4 separate regions of the Mus musculus genome follow, and all the other regions are linked to region 4. The links are chromatin contacts, called in public Micro-C and promoter capture Hi-C maps. All regions are on one chromosome and are shown on one strand. Each heading gives the region's core, a stretch centred on a gene start, on an enhancer-like site or on the middle of the called end of the contact. The rest is flanking DNA. Distances are from core to core; before and after follow the strand shown.

Region 1 (3,570 bases), core at 736-3,235, about 14 Mb after region 4:
ATTCGAAACAAAGCTTCACTATGTATTCCAGACTAACCTCGCTGTCCTCAAACTCCAAGCACTCCTCCTACCTCAGCCTCTAAAAGACTGTGCTGCCATCCTCTACTTTCTTCCTTCCTTCCTGTCTGTCTGTCTGTCTGTCTGTCTTTTTCCTACTCAGGGACTCACTATCTGGTCTTGAACTGCAATCCTGCTGCCCCAGCCTACCCACTGCTGTCTGTCTGTCTGTCTGTCTTTTTCCTACTCAGGGACTCACTATCTGGTCTTGAACTGCAATCCTGCTGCCCCAGCCTACCCACTGCTGGAAGTGCCAGCACACTGCACTTTTCTTTCTTTCTCTTTTTCTTATTTTAAGAGTATTACTTTGGCCAGGCAGTGGTGGCGCACGCCTTTAATCCCAGCACTTGGGAGGCAGAGGCAGGTGGATTTCTGAGTTCGAGGTCAGCCTGGTCTACAGAGTGAATTCCAAGACAGCCAGGACTGCACAGAGAAACCCTGTCTTAAAAAAAAAAAGAAAGAAAGAAAGAAAGAAAAGAAAAAGAGTATTACTCTGTAGTCCAGGCTGACCTCTAACTTGAAGCAGTCTTCCTGCCTCGGTTTCCCAAATGAGAGGGTTATAGCACACAAAATTATTTTTATATAGTGTTTACCATATACATGCCCATCACAGTCCTAAAGACTCATTTAATCATAAATAAAGCTCTAAAGATAAAATTATACAGCTCAAGAGATGGCTCAGCAGTTGAGAGCAATGACTGCTCTTCCAGAGGTCCTGAATTCAATTCCCAGCAACCTCATGGTGGCTTACAACCATCTATAATGGGATCCAATGCCCTCTTCTGGTGGCTCTGAATACGGCTACAATGTACTCATATACATTAAATAAATATTTAAAAAGGAAAGAAGGAAGTATACTAAGGACTTCTACTTTCCAGACTAGGAAAATGAGGCCAGAGAGGTTAACTGACGAAAGCAAGACTACACAGCTAGGCACAGCTAAGCTACAAACCCAAACTAAAGGTCTCCACAATGCAAGACCTTACCTGATGCATTTCAAAAGCCATTTCAACAAGAATTAAATCTGACCTCCATTCCTCTTCACTTCACCTCCTACCCCCTCTCACTCATTCACTCTGTCAAGGCCTCTGACGTTGGGCCTATGTCCTAAACTGGTTACCTCCTCTGGTAAGTGTGCACCAGATTCTGTGGCTTTTCTATGAGTGTTCAATGAATGGAGCTGTCTCTGATTGTCGTCAGAGATTTCTACTGCCTTCCAACCTACCTCTACCCACCTGACACTGTACATCCATACTGATTGCCTAACTCTGAACCTTGTCTCCCCATCCTCTGTCCAGAACCCCTGGCCTCTATCCTTAAACTTATGCCGCATTTCTTGACGCTAAGTTTCAAATCTATAACTCAAGAACATCACTCCAGCCCTCTCAAACCAGATCAGCCCACAGAGTGTGCAGGGTGCACAGCATCTGTGAGGCTCTCTCTGTAGTCCATAAAACCTGACCCTTGCTGGTCACCGTCAGCCCCGCCCTATCCACTCATGCTCCGCCCAGGAAGGCTTGCTTCCCTCTTCAAGGCCTACCCCCTACCCTAATCTACCAAGACTAGGTCCCTTAAATCCCGCCCTAGATCTTTTTAACCCGTACAGCGGCCTCTTCAAGCTCCACCCAAATCGATTAGCTCAGCCCCAGACCCACTTAGCCCTGCCCCGTATCCGGGCAGACCCCGCCCACCTGACCAGAAAGCCCCGCCCCACTTCCACATCCACATCCACTACGGGCCCAGCCCCCCCTGCTTCGGCCCATCAGCCTCACCGTAGGTCTCGGCCATGGCTCAGTGGCGACCGCTGAGGGCCGCAATATGGCGCCGCAGCCGCGCCTGTTCCTCGGCTGGCAGCCGCTCCACTCGGGCTGCAGCCTCAGCTCCTTTCCACTTCTGGACCCGGCGCCGCCACTTCCGCCTTCACCGCCCCCCCCCCTCCCGCGCGAGCCTCCGGAGCTGCGGATACCAGGCCACGCTCGCCCAACGCAGTGATTGGTGGATTCAGGAGGCAGTGGGCGGGATAAGCGGCGCGGATTGGTGGCATGAGAGGGGCCGAGTCAAAAGGGGCGTGACATAGAAGAGCGATTGGTGGAGCAAGTGGGAGAGGGCGGAGGCAGAGATGCTGCCCTAGCGGTGGAACGGATTTGGTCAAATATCGGGGAGCAGAGACTAGACTCCGTATTGGTTATACGTAGGCACGGGGCGGGGACAAGAATGCCAAGAAGGAGCAAGGGCAGGATGGACAGAGTTGGAAGAATGGATCTCAGGCTGCTGAGTGTAATTTCTAACCCCATAGACCGGAAAGAGGAAAGCTGAGGACACGCGCACATTTATCCCTATCTACAAGAAAAACCTCTGTTGGTCGGGCTCTGGGGTCGCGCATGCTTTCAACCCCAGTACTCAGGAAGCAGAGGCAGATGTATCGCTGAGTTCAAGGCCAACCTGGTCTACATAGTGAGTTTCAGAACAGTCAGGGCCTACATAGAGAAACCCTCAAAACAAAGACAAAACAAAAAAACTGTACGTTCTATGCGCTTCTCGGGATCTATTGGCTCATACCAATGATTCAACTCCCTTTAAAAGAGAGGAAAGCGTACATATATTGTACTGTTTACCCCCTTGCTTGGGGGTCCCAAACCTTACCTTGGAGCAAAGGGCTTGCAAAGTGAAATTCTGCCTAGTAGCCACTGACGTTACAACATTCAGGGCATTAATTGGCTATATTCAGAAACCCGTGAAACATTCTTTGCACATACCCACCCAACCCCAAAAACCAAAGAGACAAATAGTTTGCCATTGGCTGCTGTATTTGCATAGAGCCGGAAGGGTAACTGCAGGGATAGCGGTAGGCTGAGCTCACTGGCAGTAGAAATCCCATTGCTGAAAAAGAGTAGATAGAAAACCAACCAGTGATGACATTGCAATGCGCCTAGTGGTTCTAACAAAGTTATAGCTGCAAGGACTAGGTTTGATCACCCAGAAATGAACACATTAGCTTCCAGTACTGCACCCTCTGCCATTTCCCAATTAGAGATCACTCAGCACTGGGCAGGGCCTGTAAACTCAGCAGCCCTCAGGAGGCTGAAACTGGAGGCTAGTGATTTTGAGGCCAGCTTGGGTACATACCAACAACAAAAATAATTACTTCTCATAAACAGGTAAGCAAATAAAGGAACTATCATCCTACTCCCACCTCCACCCCCAAGACACTCACATCGGTCTTCATATCAATTTTGCCAGGTTTCAGAGTCAGGTCCTCCCGGACAATGCTACTGGGGAAATAGCCCAGGCGGGCTGCCAGGTCTCCATAGTAACCTCCCTGAACCTGGAGAAGAAGTTAAAAGTCCATCTGGGGAAACGGCACTTATGCTTGCTGAACGCCTGTGTACAATCTTCCCTCTTACTTGAATCTCAGCTTAAATGCCATTTGCTCATGGATAGAATGTTGCCACTACAACTAATCCTCACAATGTCATGTTTGCTGCCACTTTTGATGGCTTGCTGGTTGCCTGC
Region 2 (3,589 bases), core at 798-3,297, about 13 Mb after region 4:
GCCACAGGACATGGATGCTGCAAAGTGACCTCAGGTCCTCTGGAAGAGAAGCAAACATCTTAACAACCAAGCTCCCTCTCCAGCGTACTTCCTGATTCCTAGGGGTTCTTTGTCCTCCCTGGAATGTTTCCATGAGGAGTGAGCAGGTACACAGCCTATCCATAACCTGTGCCTTGTTTTCTTTGGGCATCAGGTATATTCGGTTTATGAAATCCACCGAGACGTTCGCTTACTGTGTGTGCACTTTTCTGTACCTAATACTTACAAAGTGATGTTCTTGAAGAAGGTGGTTCAGATCCTTCTGTTCCTAAAATGAGTCAGTGGCAGAAGAAAGCAAGGTGTGAAGCCCTATTCCAGCTGCCATGGAGAACACCATGGCAACCACGTGGTTCTAGACTCCCATTTCCAGTGAATACCTGAATAAAGTGTGGGCTCTAGTTACACTGAATGCACTGTGACACTCCAAAGGAGGGAAATTCGGACACACACTTACAATGTGGATGAGCCTGCATGACAGAATTACTGAATTAAATAAGTCAATACAACAAATACTGTATGGCCTGGAGAAATGGCTCAGTTGGCAAGAGCATAGTGTGCTCTCGCATAGGTCTCAAGTTCCATTCTTACCGTGTGTCCTGGGTGGTCACTACTGCCTGCAATGCACTCTCCAGAACGCCAGATACTCTCCTGTAGCCTTGGCAGGCACTGCATGCACCTGGTGCTCAGATATACGTGAAAAACACCAGTGCAAACAACAGATGTTTAAAAAGCAAGCACACAAAAACAGTGGTGTTAGTGTTGGTAACACATATCCTGAAAATTGGAAGGAAAAAAAAGTGGATAGCTTCTAGGGACAACCTTGGAGGTTGGTGAGCTAGCTTCTGGCCTCTACATATGCACCATACAAACAACCACCCATACACCTGAACACACCACACACACACACACACACACACACACACACACACACACACCACACAGACGAGCTATCTTCTGGCCTCTACATATGCACCATACAAACAACCACCCATACACCTGAACACACCACACACACACACACACACACACACACGACTTAAGTTCTTGTTTTAGTTTTAGTTTGTTTGTTTAAGGGGGATTGGCCTGGAACTCACTTAATAGCCCAGGCTGGCTTTAAATTTGCAGCATTCCTCCTGCCTCAGTCTCTCATGAGCCACAATACTCATCATAAAATTTTTAAAATTTGTTTCCGACTTGGGAAAAAAATATATATATATAAAGGAGAGAGGCTTTCTTCCCTGACTTCCTGCCAAAGGGGCTTCTTCCTTCCTTTTGTAGGATTTATTTTTATTATTTGTGTATGCCACCTGTGCGCGGGGCAGGGGTTGAGGGTGGGAAGTGTCCTCTGGGACGCCAGAAGAGGGCAGAGTTGGAGCTGGAGTTACAGAATGCTGGGAACCGAACTCCAGTTCTCTGGAAGTGAGGCAAGCGCTCTTGTTGCACCATCTCTCCAGCCCCGTCTTCCTCATTTATCTTTACTCCAACCTGTTTGTTCAAAACCAGCTGCTAGAATGAACTTTGCAGTGACTCTGAGAAAGAACTTGGACTTCTCAGTCCTTGAGAAATCTGAGGAAGCTCTGAAAACTGAAGAGAAACCCACTTCCCAATTTCTCTAGTGTCAGAATATGGAGGTCCTTTTTTCCCCTCCAGCTACAACATAGAGATGACTACTATGGGAGTCCCTTTAGGTGCCCGTTTAGTGTCGGCTGGCTCCATTCTGGCTGTGATCCTGAACAGGAAAGGTGTTTTGTTTTGAGGAAGCAAAGAGCATCAATAGATTTGCTTATTGCGTGAAGAAGATATGGAGAGGAAACAGTTGGCGTTCTAACTTCCTCAACTGCTGATAGAGATAACCCGCCAGGCCTCCCACTCTGGGGCGTAAGGCGTCGCAGGAGCAAGACCTATGCAATTCTCGCAAAAAAGTCCCGAATGACCGCGTCCATCACGACTACGCCCCGCCCCCCAGAGGGCAGCTATAGCACCAATCATCAGCACGCAGGGCGGGCTCAGGGGAGGAACCTGCTGTTGCCCCAGCAACAGTCGGGGCACCCCAGGAGAGCGAGGCTGCGGATCTATCTACCTCAGATCTCCCTCCGCCTGGAAGGGCCCGGGAGGGGAGCGAGACTAGTCTCGACGGCGCCCGCAAAGAAGCCCGTGAACTACCATCCCCGAGGCAGCTTTCACTTCTAACGGTCAAGTACGCGGAGGTAGGAATGACGCATGCGCTACGCCTACGGGCAAGGGTAAAGCGGCCCTACACCCGAGACGAGACGCATGCGCCTTTTGAAGCTTGGCTGATCTGCCGCGAAGGGGCGGGGCCTTGCACATGTGGGCGGGGCCACAACCCTGGGGCGGGGCTTTCTAAGCGTCTGAGCCTTGGTTTATTTATTGGTGCAGGTTCCCACACCTCTGGGAGACTTCCCCATTTTTCTTGGGCTTTTCTGGGGACGTGGCTTGTATCTGTGATGAAGGCCACATTGTCAGTGGGTTGGTGGAACTAGCTTAGAATCACAGTGCTGTTCTTTATGTGATAGGCTTCAGTTTTCCCAGCTGTCAGATGGAAATAATACAGTTACCTCACAGGGTTGTGATTGAATTTTTCCTTTCCTAGAGCCATGGCTGAAGTGCACGTGATCGGGCAGATCATAGGGGCCACCGGTTTCTCGGAAAGCAGCCTCTTTTGCAAGTGGGGCATCCACACAGGTATCCTCCTCACACCTTGTTCATCTCCCAAACAATACCCAGCTCCCTCCCCTAGCCTAAGTCTCCATGTTCCTTCCTCGATTCTCCAATGAACTCATACTGTTTGCTTCTCTTTATCCTTGTCTTTCATGTTATCTCACCATCGGAAAACATAGCCCCTAAGCATATGGGGCTGTGACATAGAAAACACGCGCGCACACACACACACACACACACACACACACACACACACTTCCTGTCCTCAGGCCAGTAGACAAACTAGGTGTGCTTATGCATATCTGTAATTCCAGCACCTAGGAAGCCTTCTATTACAAGTTTGGGGCCCTGTCTCAAAGAAAAGAGCACAAAATATATACAAGATTATTGTAAGTTCTAGGGAAAAAAAGAAAGTGATGTGCTGGGGGCTGATTTGGGATGTGGAGGTCTGAGATCAGAGAAAGCCTTTCTGTGCAAGTGGCACTTGAATTGGGGGGCAGGAGGAAAACAGCCGGAAATGGGCACCCAGTAGCAGACGTTTCAGGGCAAAAGGAACAGCCGCTGCCAAGGCCTTGAGGCAAGGGAACAGGATGGGACCAGTGAGGCTTGAGGGTGGGGAGCGGCAGTGGCAGATGAGTGACAGGATCCAGGTCACACATGGGCCTTCGTGGCAACAGTGAGGAGTCTGAAAGCTTCGTGTGTGTGTGTGTGTGTGTGTGTGTGTGTGTGTGTGTGTGTGTGTGTGTTGGGAGGGGGCAGTTAGAATCCCAGAGAGCAGATAAGGTGAAGGCATTGCCCAGAGCGTTTAGCAGAGCATCTGGGGTGTAGTGCTCAGTATGTGGGCACTGCTTCTCCTTGCTCCTCACTGGGG
Region 3 (3,620 bases), core at 17-2,516, about 12 Mb after region 4:
CCCTTCTCTGAGACGCACCTGTGGCAGTCAGAGGACAAAACTCTGTAGTTAGTTCTTATACCGTGATGGGTTCAAAGAATCGTATCAGGTCAATCAGGCTCGTATGGGAGAACTTCTACCTAGTGAGCGAACCATCACAATGCCCCTCGTTTCTTTTTTTTTTTTGGGGGGGGGGGGGTCGAGACAGGGTTTCTCTGTGTAGCCCTGACTGTCCTGGAACTCACTCTGTAGACCAGGCTGGCCTCGAACTCAGAAATCCGCCTGCCTCTGCCTCCTGAGTGCTGGGATTAAAGGCGTGCGCCACCACGCCCGGCCCCTCCTCTCTTTTCTATCTTAAATAATATTTGTCTGGATGCAACACAACCTCAAATATTTTATGCGCTGCGCTGCGGGGTGGGAGTGGGAGGTACTGAGAGCCTGGCGTAGTGACACACTCCCGTAGCATTAAGCTGGGGGATCATGAGTTCAAAGCCAGCCTTAGATAAAAAGTCCCAGGCCAGTCTTGGCTAAATAAATTAATGATAATCCTGTCTCAAAACAACAAACGATAGGCAGGTAGGTGGGTGGGTAGGTACAGATATAATAAAGTTGCACAGGTCAGCTTGGATGACTCAGAAGAGGCAAACGAGGAGACTAACGGTCTGAACAACCAGACTCCGGCACTAGATGGCGGAGCTGAACCTCCACCAAGGGCCCGCCTCTACCCCTTTGTCCCCGCCCTAATCTCCTCCCCGCTCCCAACGCCTTCTTTCCTCTCCGCGAGCGTCAATGGAGCTGAAGCAACTTCCGCCCAAAGAAGGGTGGGGCTTCCGTGTATCTCTTGGTCTCGCGAATGCTAATGCTAGCACAAAAGGTGGTGGTGGCCACATGTCATAGTGCCTTTTCCCTGGATTGCCTGTCACGGTTCCGCCCGTAACTATTCCCATTTCCGGCCAGGAAGCAGGGTCTTGCGCTGAATCCCGCCTTCCTTTCGTGCGCGCTCAACTTCGCCCGCACTTCCGCCCTCAAAAGTTTCCGCCTCCTTGTTCCCGCCAGACACACAAGGCTCAAATGAAGGCCGACTCCCCCAGCTCGCTCCGGTCACGCCCAAGGAAACGGAAAGAGGAACCAGATCCCTTATCCTCCTCCCGAGTCCCTTCTCTTGGCTTCTCCACCCCTTCCTCTTACAGACCCGCCCATTTTGGGTGGAGATGAAGCCATATTCGCCCTCAGAAAGGCGGAGCCCTCTGGTTTAGCCGCTCTCGCGAGCACTCCGAAATCTCGCGAGACTCGACGCCCGACTTGTGCGCCCGGGAAACCCCGTCGTTCCCTTTCCCCTGGCTGGCAGCGCGGAGGCCGCACGGTGAGTGAGGGCTCTGGGTCGCGGCTGTGCGCGGGGCCACGGGGCCGGGCTTTCTGGCCCCAAGAGCTCGTGCCGGGACCGCGGGAAGCCCGGCGCGGGGTCGCTCCGCCCTCTGGAGCCGCGGCCACGTGCGAGCGGCAGGCCCGGACATGCCTGATCGCCGCAATCCGGGAGCCCGGAGGGTTAGGTGGGCAGCGGAGGGGTGAGTGGGACGCCCGGAACGTGGGCTTGAGGGAGCGGGGTGTGGAGGGCTCTCCCACGCGGTCACCACGCCGCGGTGCTGCGATCCGCGTGGCGTGTGCACCCGGCAACTCTGTTGGACCTGCAGGAGCCGAGTTGCAGGGACATGAGGCTGGGTGGATGCTGAGGCTTTGGGGTGGACTGGCGACGAGCAGGGTTGGTGTTGACCTGGACCCACGTCAGGGGTTTGCACCAAGCCTGACCTCGGCATGCTTGTCCCTTCCTCAGATGCCCGGAGTTACTGTAAAAGACGTTAACCAGCAGGAGTTCGTCAGAGCTCTGGCAGCCTTCCTCAAAAAGTAAGTGTTTGTTGGAACTGAGGCCTGACCCCTGTGCGCTGTGACCCCAATGTGTCATTAATCCCTCTGGCCACTTGCTGGGGGTCTTTTCTGAATTGGGCCTACGGTGACCATGCTTCCTTTTTAACCTGTTCGTTCTTGCTTTTTTTTTCCCCCAACCTTGTTAACTTGCTAAAGGTTAGTAGATCTGAAGTCATCTTTGGAAATTTTTGAAGTGTGCTTTTTCTCAATTCTCTTGGTTCTAGGTCCGGGAAGCTGAAAGTCCCCGAATGGGTGGACACAGTCAAGCTGGCCAAACATAAAGAGCTTGCCCCATATGATGAGAACTGGTTCTACACACGAGCTGGTAAGAACTGAGGCTTTGGCTGGGAGTGGGAACCTGGGCGACCCCAGGCAGGGACCCTGTCTTCCCCTCCCATCTACACCAGGAGACAGACCTCATTATTGAATAGCTGTAGCTTTAAACTAGAAAGGAAATCTGAGGGCAAATGAGTGTCCATATTTTGCTTACTTGAGAGTCTTAACAGCTTTCTGTGTCCACGGTTATAGCATTTAGATTTGAACAACTGTCAACTCCTGTTTGGTTGAGTGGTCGGGAGTGCCACTCCTGTTATAAAGGAAACTTACAGATCTGGTGCCCAAAGAAAACTTTGGGGTGCCCCTCTGGTCTCTCTGGATCCTGCCTGGGTGCTTTGTGCATCCTGTTGTCTCTAGTCTTTAGGGGAGCAGGATTCTTTCTGCTGGGTAGTGCCAGGGTTGCAGTTCATGGCCAGGCCTTTGCTAGGGGGGGGCCCTGCCTGAGAATTCCCCTGGTCGTGGGAAGTAAGTTCCTCTTCGCTTAAGACCGTGAAGCAGTTTATAAGTTAATATTAAATGTCCACGGGATCCACTTTGTTTCAGGCTTTGGCATGGGCACAGGGACCACCATGACTCAACACAGCCTCTGAAAACCAAAAGGTCAATTCCACAGTGTGGGAAAAGGTCGGTGCTTCCACCTGCCAGCACGTTTTTAAGGAGGGTGATGTAGGGAAGGGTGGTGAGGCCTAGCTGAGGTGTGCACCTCACACCCCCTCTTGGAAGCAAGCGTGCAGTGGTGTTGACAGTGCTTCAGGTGGTAGGTTAGGGCGGCTGTGGAGTTGCGAGAGGAAGACTGTTGGGTTTCTCTGGGTAGAGTGGTGTACTTGCTGTGGACAGGGTTGGTTGTCTAGTTTCCACAGCTGCTGTGGGGGGAGGCTGCCATATCCAGGGCCCGCCAGACACTGAGCTGTGTCCCAAGCAGGATGGGGTTAGCAAGAAATGGAATCGAGCCAGGTGCCTTTTGCCTTTGATTCCAGCACTTCTGGAGCAGAAGCAGTTTGGGGCCAGACCTGCTGGTGTGAGCTTGTATTCCCAGAATTTGAGAGACCAAGGCAATGCTGAGGGGGCTGGGCTGAGCTACAGGAAGACCCCAGCATTCTGGGGTCTAATGGGTTCCTGTCTGGTTTGATCAAAAAGCTCAGGCTCTTACCAAATTGTAGCCGTTTGTCATAACACTGAAAAGGGGGGTACAGAGGTGGCATTACTTTCTTCGAAGATAGGCTAGTTCTGTTCAAAGTTAGTTTTCAGACTATGTTTGTAGTTTTGTCTGGATAATGAGCTGGCTTGTTCTGTCACTTGCTTTTGGGGCTGGAGTGCAGTGGGGAAACAGGCTCATGTTTTAGGTCCTGAGAAAAGGCTCCATGGGCCTCCTGTGTTAGGAC
Region 4 (3,586 bases), core at 759-3,258:
GGTCAAAAGAAGATGTCAGATCTCCTGGAACTATGGAGTTATGGTTGTTTGCTTGCTACCATGTAAAAATGCTGGGACAAAACAGTGCTCTCTGCAAGAGCAGCAAGTGCTCCTAGACTCTAAGCCATCTCTCCAACCCTTTTCTGATAGTATATTACTATTATTATTATTTTACTATATTGGTTGATGTGGTGGAGTATGTATCCAGTTTGACTTCACTATGTAGCACAGGCTATACTTGGACTCATACTCTTCTACAAGCACCTGCATTATACCGCATCTGTCTGTCCTACCTCAGAGTCTTAGCTCGCTTCTGTCTAAATTTTCTTTCCTGTTTGGGGACAGTGTCTGGATAGTTACTTCTACCAATACCTATAATTATTATTTTATTTTTAAAAAATTCACCAGGCATGGTGGTGTGAGCATTTAATCCAGCCCTCAGGAGGCAGAGGCAGGTGAATCTCTGTGAGTTGGCTAGCTGAGTCTACAGAACGCTACAGAACGAATTCCCGGACAGCCACGGATGTTACACAAAGAAACTGCCTTGAAAACAAAACAAAAACAACAAAAAATTAAATCGCATGTGTAGTGAATGCGCACACGTGCCTCAGACTGAGCATGAAGTCAGGACAATCTGAGGGAGTTGGTTCTTTCCTTGTACTTTGGGGTCTTGGTGATTAAACTCATGTGGTCAGGCTTGGTGGCAAGTGTTCCTGAGCCGTCTCACAGGCCTCCATCACCGCTCTTTCCCACCCCTTGCCGTGGTTCTGGTGTGGTGGGGATACAGCTTCGTACAGCCTAGGCAAGCAAGCGGTCTGCCACCCATTCAAATTCCCAGGCCCCATCACTTATTTACTTTGCCCTTGTGTCTCTGGTACCCTAAAGTCTGCTCCCGGGGTTGAGGTAGGCGTGGTTCACAGGCACCCTATCCTGGTGAGTCCAGTCCCAGCAGTCCGTGAAAATACTCCGCAAATATTTCTACGGGGAGCCCGCACTCCCCCCGCCCCCCAACCCCGTGCTTGCTTTGCCAGCTTCCAGATCATACCCTCCTTTCTTGAGGTAGGAAGTGAGAGTCCAGAGGCTGGGTCTGGTGGGGGCGTGGCCCGCCGAAGGGTGAGCGCTGAACTGCCGAGGAAGGAACAAAGGCTGGGGCGGGGCAAAGCCTTGGGCCCCCAGCCTGATTGGGAACAAAGGCCACACCCGGGACAGTGGCGGGATACTCCTCGTCTCTCCGCTGCCACGTGGGTGAACACCTGGTTCCGCGCGGAAGGGGTAGCCTCTTGCCGTTGAGAGCCTTGGAACTGCTTGCGGGCAACAACTCACTGTAGCCCAGATCCAGACTGGCGAACGGATTGCCAGTGCACTGCAAGGCTGCAGAGGCATCCACTCTCAGCACGGCAGTGTTTGGGAAGGGGGACAGGTTGCCTTTTCACATTGATCCTGCTTCTGAGATGAAACGCTTAGCCGCACTTGATCCTGCTATCCTCTACCTTAGATCAGATTCTTCAACCTAGGTCCAGCTCCTCAGTCAAGATTCCTCCCCAGGTCTTATTTCTCCCTCAGATAAGATTTATCAATCAGATCCAACTTTAATTCCTTAGCGTTAAATGTTCAGTTCTCCTAACACACACACAAAAAAAAAGAAAAAAGAAATCACACTAAAATCAGTATAGCAGAGGACTAACACAGAAGGGGCTTTCGAAGGACTGGGCAGAGTTTTACAGAATGGCTTCGCAGTATCTCTCTGTGATCTGCGGTTTGACTTGGACAACTTTCTGCTTCCCGAGTTTAACAATAAGAAAGTTTGGGTTAAGACCGCCTCCACGTTCGGCGGGAACTTCCTGGCAAAGACCCCCTCACCCCCTCCACCTGGGCTCCGGCGCTTTGCTCTGCCGTGGCCCCGCCCACCCTGTATTGTCCCGCCCCTCTTCCCCGACTATAGGCCAGGCTGCCGCTGCAGACGTCGCCACGCCTGCTGAGGAGGCGGGGCCTAAGGTTCGGCTCTGCAGGACCTGCGCGCTCAAGCACGCGGGTTGCCAGCCTGGGTGCACCGTGCGGTGGGCATGGGAGACGTCAAGCACGCACTCTGCGGGTGAATTCCTCACCAGCAGCATTGCTACTCTGGATCTAGAGGGGCGGCAGCGAGTGGAAGGGAGGGCCCTGGCGCGTGCGTAATCTGCGCCCCGCCCCCAGGCTGCGGTGCCCAACGCGCGTGCGCGGCGTCGTCGGCGCCAGATATTTCTGTCCCGCCTCCAGGCCGCGGCTCTTTCTGCGAGCGGCGCGCGGTCAGGCGGTTGTTCGCAAGTCTTGCGGCGCGAGTGTCTCAGAAGCGAGGGAGGAGGCGGCGCTGGTGGCGGCGCCGTCGTCTGTACAGAGGCCCGCAGCCAGCGGCTTGGCCGCATCTCGACAGCGCCTGGGGCGCGGCGGGCGTCGGCCCAGGAGACGCGTGGCGGCGCTCGGCCTCGCGGCATCGGCGGCTGCCTGGCCGTTGGCGGCGAGCGCACTTGCGCCTGCGCAGCGGGCTCCGTGCCCCTCCTCCCCTGGGCGGCCCCCCCACCCCCCCGGCGGCGTGTGAATGGCGGCCTCGGCGGCAGCGACTGCAGCGGCCTCGGCCGCGACGGCCGCCTCGGCGGCCTCTGGTAGCCCAGGGTCGGGCGAGGGCTCGGCGGGCGGTGAGAAGCGTCCGGCTGCTTCCTCAGCCGCGGCGGCCTCTGCAGCCGCGTCGTCCCCTGCGGGGGGCGGTGGCGAGGCGCAGGAGCTTCTGGAGCACTGCGGCGTGTGTCGCGAGCGCCTGCGGCCCGAGCGGGATCCTCGGCTGCTGCCCTGTCTACATTCGGCCTGCAGTGCCTGCCTGGGCCCCGCTACACCCGCCGCAGCGAATAATTCGGGGGATGGCGGCTCGGCGGGCGACGGCGCTAGTGAGTACTGGGTGGCCAGGTGCCCCTCCCCCTCCTCGCAGCCCGTGCTCGGGACTGCGCCTGTGCGAGAGTATGGGGGCCCGGGTAGGGTTAAGTAGGCCTGCTGGTTTAAGAGGGGGCGGGGAACGGGTCCTGGCCTCTGCCAATGCCCGTTACCAGGTCTGGACACCGAGGTGCAGAATGTGATGGGAGATGTCAAGAAATCAGAGGGTGTGCATGCATTCCCATTTTTATCTTGGCAGTGGTGGATTGTCCAGTGTGCAAACAGCAGTGCTACTCCAAAGACATCGTGGAGAATTATTTTATGCGTGATAGTGGCAGTAAGGCCTCTTCTGATTCCCAGGATGCTAACCAGGTATGTCCTGTGGGAAATCTTGGGGAAGAGGGAAGCGTGACCTTTTCCAGAGCCTCTCACCATCTTCACTAGTTTGGATTGTATCCTTATGCGGTCTCAGTGTCTGGGAGGGCGGCACAGATTTGAGTGCATTGTATGAATTTTAGCTTGTGTTTACTGGCAAGTAAATACAGGTCTGCTGGGTTAGGTCTGCCTGTTCTAACCCCCCACCTTTCTATCACTCACAGTGCTGCACTAGCTGTGAAGATAATGCCCCAGCCACTAGCTATTGTGTGGAGTGCTCTGAACCACTTTGTGAGACCTGTGTGGAGGC

Evidence for each region. Promoter capture Hi-C pulls out the DNA fragments that hold promoters and counts their contacts. Hi-C and Micro-C count contacts between places; a contact is called where the count stands out from the background.
Region 1: a contact with region 4 is called in a promoter capture Hi-C map of cranial neural crest. The contact joins the promoter of Rab4b here to the promoter of Trim28 in region 4. A contact is called at or near these places in 3 of 39 promoter capture datasets (cranial neural crest, hippocampal neurons and maxillary cranial neural crest).
Region 2: a contact with region 4 is called in a promoter capture Hi-C map of cranial neural crest. The contact joins the promoter of B9d2 here to the promoter of Trim28 in region 4. A contact is called at or near these places in 3 of 39 promoter capture datasets (the HPC-7 cell line, cranial neural crest and maxillary cranial neural crest) and 1 of 484 Hi-C or Micro-C datasets (B cells).
Region 3: a Micro-C map of embryonic stem cells shows a contact between it and region 4, with 9 times the contacts expected there. The contact joins the promoter of Rps19 here to the promoter of Trim28 in region 4. A contact is called at or near these places in 1 of 39 promoter capture datasets (second pharyngeal arch cranial neural crest) and 1 of 484 Hi-C or Micro-C datasets (embryonic stem cells).

What each region holds. Positions count from the first base shown.
Region 1 is chr7:27,176,898-27,180,467 of GRCm38.p6, forward strand. Rab4b (RAB4B, member RAS oncogene family) reads right to left here and starts at 1,986. Exons shown (of 8, transcript NM_029391.2): 1 at 1,830-1,986. The coding sequence starts at 1,845. Mia (melanoma inhibitory activity) reads right to left here. Exons shown (of 4, transcript NM_019394.3): 3 at 3,272-3,382; 4 at 2,844-2,937. The coding sequence ends at 2,914.
Region 2 is chr7:25,678,733-25,682,321 of GRCm38.p6, forward strand. It overlaps B9d2 (B9 protein domain 2), which reads left to right and starts at 2,048. Exons shown (of 4, transcript NM_001362154.1): 1 at 2,048-2,246; 2 at 2,651-2,742. The coding sequence starts at 2,655. It also overlaps a transcript of Tmem91 not described here.
Region 3 is chr7:24,883,326-24,886,945 of GRCm38.p6, forward strand. It overlaps Rps19 (ribosomal protein S19), which reads left to right and starts at 1,267. Exons shown (of 6, transcript NM_001360119.1): 1 at 1,267-1,342; 2 at 1,811-1,881; 3 at 2,127-2,227. The coding sequence starts at 1,811.
Region 4 is chr7:13,022,144-13,025,729 of GRCm38.p6, forward strand. It overlaps Trim28 (tripartite motif-containing 28), which reads left to right and starts at 2,009. Exons shown (of 17, transcript NM_011588.3): 1 at 2,009-2,918; 2 at 3,161-3,273; 3 at 3,501-3,586. The coding sequence starts at 2,576. It overlaps Gm31649, which reads right to left and starts at 2,446. Exons shown (of 1, transcript XM_006540453.4): 1 at 1,565-2,446. The coding sequence starts at 2,402. The coding sequence ends at 1,857.